2 separate regions of the Sus scrofa genome follow, and region 1 is linked to region 2. The links are chromatin contacts, called in public promoter capture Hi-C maps. All regions are on one chromosome and are shown on one strand. The core of a region is the stretch at or near the end of the contact, and the rest is flanking DNA. Distances in the headings are between cores, read along the strand shown. Region 1 holds the start of SVIL (supervillin). Region 2 holds the start of MTPAP (mitochondrial poly(A) polymerase).

Evidence for each region. Promoter capture Hi-C pulls out the DNA fragments that hold promoters and counts their contacts.
Region 1: a promoter capture Hi-C map of fetal liver shows a contact between it and region 2, with 8 times the contacts expected there. The contact joins the promoter of SVIL here to the promoter of MTPAP in region 2. A contact is called at or near these places in 4 of 5 promoter capture datasets (fetal liver, fetal skeletal muscle and liver) and 1 of 2 datasets of contacts at active chromatin or transcription factors (alveolar macrophages).

The regions. Positions count from the first base shown.
Region 1 is chr10:41,174,899-41,177,811 of Sscrofa11.1, forward strand. SVIL (supervillin) reads left to right here and starts at 1,460. Exons shown (of 36, transcript XM_021064788.1): 1 at 1,460-1,608.
Region 2 is chr10:40,762,894-40,766,095 of Sscrofa11.1, forward strand. It overlaps MTPAP (mitochondrial poly(A) polymerase), which reads left to right and starts at 1,524. Exons shown (of 11, transcript NM_001317082.1): 1 at 1,524-1,677. The coding sequence starts at 1,524.

The DNA of each region.
Region 1 (2,913 bases), core at 210-2,709, 410 kb after region 2:
AAAGCTGATTTCATGACCAGCAGCTTGAAAAACCCTAAGGCACCCTGGGAATTTAGGAAGCATAGAAGTTAACTAGAGATTCTAAAAGATAAACCTATAATTCAATAGGAAGCAGCTTAAGGGAGCATGCTTATAAATATTGTCAGAAAAAGTGAAGATTGCTCCAGATAAAGTACTTGCTAGCAGATGCCAAATTTGACTAAATCTTCTGAATTTCTAGGAATCAGTCCATTCCTTAAAGTGAACTTCTTTTTGAGCATCCAGTCCAGCCTAGACTTCAAACTTACAAAAATGGTTAAGGCTCTTATCCTCTGGGACCTCAGGGTTTGCTGGAAGATGCAGAAGGTTGACCCAGGAATGATGGCCAGCGCTCTAAGTGCTATGGTTGAGATGTGCCCAGGGTGCAGAAAGAGCAGCACAAGGACACCTCATTCAGGAAGGGGTGGGTGGGCTTCCTAGACCTGGCAACTCTCTGGAGGAGGCTGGAAGAGGTGATACCATCTCCCTAGATGAAGAGAGTGCTGGGTATTTGTGTTCCAAGAACATGGACCATCTTGAATCTGCCGGCATTGGGAGTGGTCCCTTTGGCTCCAATGAAAGGCACAGATGGGGAAATGGTTAGAGATGAGCCTCCAGAAGGAGGCAAGCAAAGGTGCTTAAATTCGTTCCTGAAACAAAAGGAATCCATTGAGGGGTTAAAAAAGGGCACAGGATAACTAGGTTTCTGCTTCTGAAAGATACCCAAGGATGCAGTATGGAGGATGCTGGCCAAAAGGATGCTGTGGCAGTGGTCTAGTTAGGAGGCTGGTATTGAACACCCAAGGAGAGGCGTTCCCATTGTGGCTCAGGGGAAATGAATCTGACTAGTATCCATGAGGACACAGGTTCTATCCCCGGCCAGGCTCAGTGGGTTAAGGATCCAGCGTTGCCATGAGCTGTGGTGTAGGCTTACAGCTACAGCTTCAGTTTGACCCCTAGCCTGGGAATCTCCATATGCTGTGGGTGCAGCCCTAAAAAGCAGGGAAAAAAAAAAAAAAACAGGAGAAACGGCACAAAGGGCTTTGGCCTGGGTAGTAGTGATGGGTATGGAGAAGCAAAGGGGCTGCTGTGAGGCATCCAAGACACAGTAGCAGGTGGATTGAATGGGATGTGCACCTTTGCCAGTCACTCAGATAGAGGATGCAGGTGGGGAGACAACGTTTGGGGGAAAGAGTTCTATGATGGATATACTGAGTCTGGAGTGCTGATTTAGTAGCTACTTGGATCTGGAGATTGGGGAGAGTCTCGCCTGGTGTTAGCTGAAGCCACAAAGTAAAGACAGGACCAGCAGGGGATTGGGAATGAGGCTTTGGGAGGATCCTTAATTCAGGGCTATTACTGATTTGCTGAAGATCAGCTGTCTCTGGTTAGCCTGGGATCAGTGTAAACAGCTCTAGTCTCTGCCTCCTCCGGCCTCCCTAGCTTAAACGCTGCCAGCACTCTCCCAGATAGCAGGAGGAAGGAAGCGTCTTTATTGCATGTGTTCAACACAGACCCTCCTTCTTGAACTTTCCAGAGACGGCACAGGTACCAGGCAGAGGGCATAGCTCCCACGAGGGCAGGGCAGAGGTAAGGCTGCTTCTCTACTTCGTCATTAACAAACTGTAAAGGGCCAGTTCTGAAAGGTCTGCTGGGGTTCCGAATTTCTCATAGATTCTTTTCACACATTGGAGTGTTGTGCTGATCATATTCTCAAGGACCCTGAGCTGGATTTTAAGTCCTTCCAGCTGTGAGTCACAGCACTTTAAGGGTTTGTGTTTGTCAGTCCACATGCGAGCCAGCTCCAGGGGAGGGCACAAGGATGGAGTAGAGATTGGGGAAGGCTGAGCCCAGAAGCTGCTCTGGGATCTTGGGGGCAGTAAAGCTGTTATGGGCCGAGTTGCCCCCGTCTCCTCTGCCCAATTCGTCTGTTGAAGCCCTAACTCCCAGAACCTCAGGATGTGATTGGATTTGGAGATAGGATCTTCAAAGAGGTAACTTAGTGAAAATGAAGTCTTTAATGGGTGGGCTATAATCCAGCATGACTGGGGTCTTAAAAAGAGATTAGGACAGAGACACACAGAAGAAAGGCAGCCATCCATAAGCCAAGGAGAGAGGCCTCAGAAGAAACAACCCTCCTGACGCCTGATTTCCAGCCTCCAGATGGGTGAGAAGATATTCTGTGGTCTAGGCCTCCAGGTCTGCAGGGTAGGTGGTGAAGGCTGCCTTAGGAAACTAACACACTCCCTTTTCATTCTTCAGATGGGAGCAGGTATGGATCCGCTTGATGCATCCTCAGGAGTTAAAATGAGAATCTAACAGTGGGAGGAAAAAAAGCAGTAGCTGGAGGGAATGTAAATGTGAACACTAGTGAAACAGACAAGAAGCACAAGTGAATTTCATAAGTTTATTTACTGCCTCGCAGATTACCAAGTACTTCACCAACCTTAACTCATTTCATCATCACCACTGTCTCAGCATCACCTGGAAACTTGTTAGAAACGCCAAGTTCTGGGCCAGGCAGGTTAAAGAAGCAGACAGTGGGGTGGGGCTCGCAATCTGTGTTTTAAACAAATCTCGGGGGTTTGGCGAGGGATTCTGATTAGCAGAAGTGTAAAGTGTGAGAACCACCGACAGAGGGGACGGTCCCCTGTCAAGACGGGCAGTTCGGAGGGTGACCAGACTTTTTCATGGCTGTGAGTGGCCACAGGACGATCTGCTTGACCAGTGGCCCCGAGCCCCTGCGACTACAACGTTCGCACACATTTTGATGGGTTTTGTCCCTGGAAGGGCTGGATATTCACAGTGCCTGACCGGGGTCTCTAAGGTCTGCGGCGCCCCTCGGGCCTTGCTGCAGCTGAGGGACTGGAACAGGGAGCTCGGCGAGCCCAGGGG
Region 2 (3,202 bases), core at 274-2,773:
AAAAAAGAGCTATGGAAAATAGCTAATGTTGATAAGAATGTGCAGAAACTAGAAAACACATACACCGTGGTAAGAATGAAAATGATGCAGCTGCATGTGGTTACTCAAAAAGTTAAACATAGAGCTATACTGTGATCCAGCAATTCCACTCCTGGGTGTACCCAAGAGAAATGAAAACATACGTCCACACAAAAGCTTGTACATGAACATTCATAGCAGCATTATTTATCATAACAAAAAGGTGGAAACAACCCAAATGCCCATTAACTGAGGAATGGATAACCAGCCACATGTGGCATATTCATACAATGGAATATTACTTTGCTATAGAAAGGAATGAGGTAACAAGACATGCCATTACACCATATTGTATGATTCCATTTATATGAAATGTCCAGAGAGGCAATTCTATAGAGATGCATAGTAGGTAAGTGGTTATTTAGGGCTGGGGGGGAGGGTGGCGATGAGAGGTGGTAGCTAATGGGCACAGGTTTCATTTGGAGGTGATGAAAATGCTTTAAAATGATTGTGGTTATTGCACATCTTTGTGAATATACTAAAAATCTTGAATAGCACACCTAAAGGGGCAAATTGTGTAATATGAATATATGAATTAAATCTCAATAAAATTGTTCCAAAAAAAGAAAGGGAAGAAAAGAAGGAAGGGAGGAAGAGAAAGAAAGCAAGAAAGAAATAGAGGAACGAAGGAAGAGAAAGAGAGGGAGGGAGGGATGAAAGAAGAGAGAAAGAAAGGAAGAAAGAAAGAAATCTTGTACCAGGAAACCTGGGTTTAACTCCCATCTCTGTCCCTGCCTAGCTGTACAACTTTAGAAATGTCACTTAACCCCTCTGTGCCTTAGCCTACCCATAAGTAAATGGAGATAATAAGAGTCCTACCTCACAGGGCTGTTGCAAGGATTAAAAGAGTCAACACCTGTAAAGCACATAGAACAGTGTTTGGTCAAGAAAAAGTGTTATTCAGTTATACAGCGAATGGATGGTCAACGCCACCTGCTGTAGAGCGCAGAAATCTCTACTCAATATTCTGTGATAACCAATACGGGAAAAGAATCTGAAAAAGAATGTATATGTGTATATGTATAACCCAATCACTTTGCTGTACAGTAGAAATTAACACAACATTGTAAATCAACTATACTTCAATATAATTTTAAAAAAAAGAAAAAAGACAAAAAGAAACAGTGTTATGGTTTATTATATTCTTAGGTTCCCAAGTCAGTGCTCTTTCCTCCTGCCCTTGCTCTCTGGTTCTGTTTTCACGGCTATGTGAAAGAGTAGGTGGTGTGCTCGTTCTCTGGGGGTCTTCTTTTGGAGAACCCGGAGAGCGGAAATAAAACGTGTTGAAAACCTCAGCCATCCCCATTCAAACCGCGTCTCAATTTCTTTTACACGTGAACGTTTTTCTCCTACTTTGACCCTCTAGGCTTCCCATCCTCTGGGCCTCGGCGCACATGCGCAGACGCCCGGCGACCTCCTGGCTCGGAGTCTCCGCCGCTCTGACAATGGCGGCCCGCGGCGTGGGACTGTTGACCCGGTTGTCCCTCGGTGCTCAGAGAAATCAAGTCCAGCGTGCTCTCCGTAGGCTTCTCAGTTGTCCGGGAACGGTGGCCGCAGACCTCAGGAGAGAAGAGCAGTTCTCGGGGAGCGCGGAGACAGGTAAAGGCGCCGGGTCTGTAGTCGCGGTGGGAGAGGGAAGGGGAAGCGGCCGTGGACCCTTTGGGGTTGGGGGAGGCCGCGTCCCGTCCTCGGCAGACCTCCCTCGGGGAACCGAGGGCCGCCGCCGTGGCTCGGACTGGCGGCGGGGTGGGTGTGTGACGGTTCTTTTCCGGAGACTCTTGTGCACAGTGATGACGTTATTGGAACCTGTGAAGTGCGTGCCGGCAGCACGGTTTGCTAGTGTTTGACAATTTGGCAAAGTAACGTTGCGGGTAATGAAAGTGATGCCTCGGCTCAGTCAGTCGCTTCCTTACTCCCAAATGTAACTGGTTTTGATGCTTACAAGGTGCTGATGGAGGCTGAGCGTGGTGAAGCCGTTGATTAATAACGGGGATTCCCGGTCATCCAGTGGAGGGTTCTGCCTCTGAAATTACTGTCGGTTGCTTTATGTTTCTGGCCATTTTGAGCAAAATCAGCTTGGTACCAGGTTTGAATCCACTGGAACAGGTTGTTGTCCCTCAGGCGTTCTAAATTTATATGCAAGTGTATTAAGTCCACCATGCTTGAACCTCTCTTGTGACCCCGGAGCTGCGTATATGTTCTTTACAATTCTTGAACAAATCTAGCAAGAAATGCATCCCTGTCTCCATTTTAGTGATGTGGAAAGAGGCGCAGAGAGCTAAGTGACTTGCAGCCAAGTTAATTTAGAATCCTTTGTTAAACAAAATGTGTTGATGTTTACCATTTCCTGGAGCTATAGTTTTAAGAAACAAAATAATTTCTGGGGACAGTTCTAAGGTAGACTAAACAAGTACAGTATTTCCCCTAAAATAAATGATAAGATTGCTGTCCTCATCGGTCTGTCTGAAAGACTCATATTGACAGAGTGAGAAATATTAGTTAAAACGACAGTTCATTGAAATGCCGATTGTGTTGTATTTAGTAGACGCTGCTTCTGTTAAAAATTCTTAAGTGACTGGAAATTGGAGCAAAACTTCTGCCAAAGAAGCTATTGCATTTTAACATGGTTTACGTTTGAGTTTTTTGTATGGTTTTTGAGATATTGAAACCTCTGAACTAGGCTTGGAAAGAGTAATTATTACTCCGTTTTATAATTGTGGAAACAGACTAACCCAGGTGGCTTGTTTATATTTACTCAGCTATTCAATAGCAAAGGTAAGAATAAAACCTCTGATTCCAAGGCTTCACTTAGTAAAGCTTTGTTGTTTTTCTTAGGAAATGTGCCTCATTTTGTATCATTCGGATAACATAACCCTCTAAAATATTTAGGGACTCATGAGGCATAACTAGTAACAATCCTCATTTGAATGTCTTTTTCATTTTTAAAGAGAAGCTACCTACACCTTATAATTCACTTAGAAGTATATAGTTTTGTAATTAGAAGGAAACTGAAAAATATCCAATTCAGTTTTTTACTCAGTGTGAGAACTCATTGCCACAACTTTGGTAGTTACATTTTCTGGTAACAAGAGACACACTATTGGAATTCCCGCTGTGGCCCAGT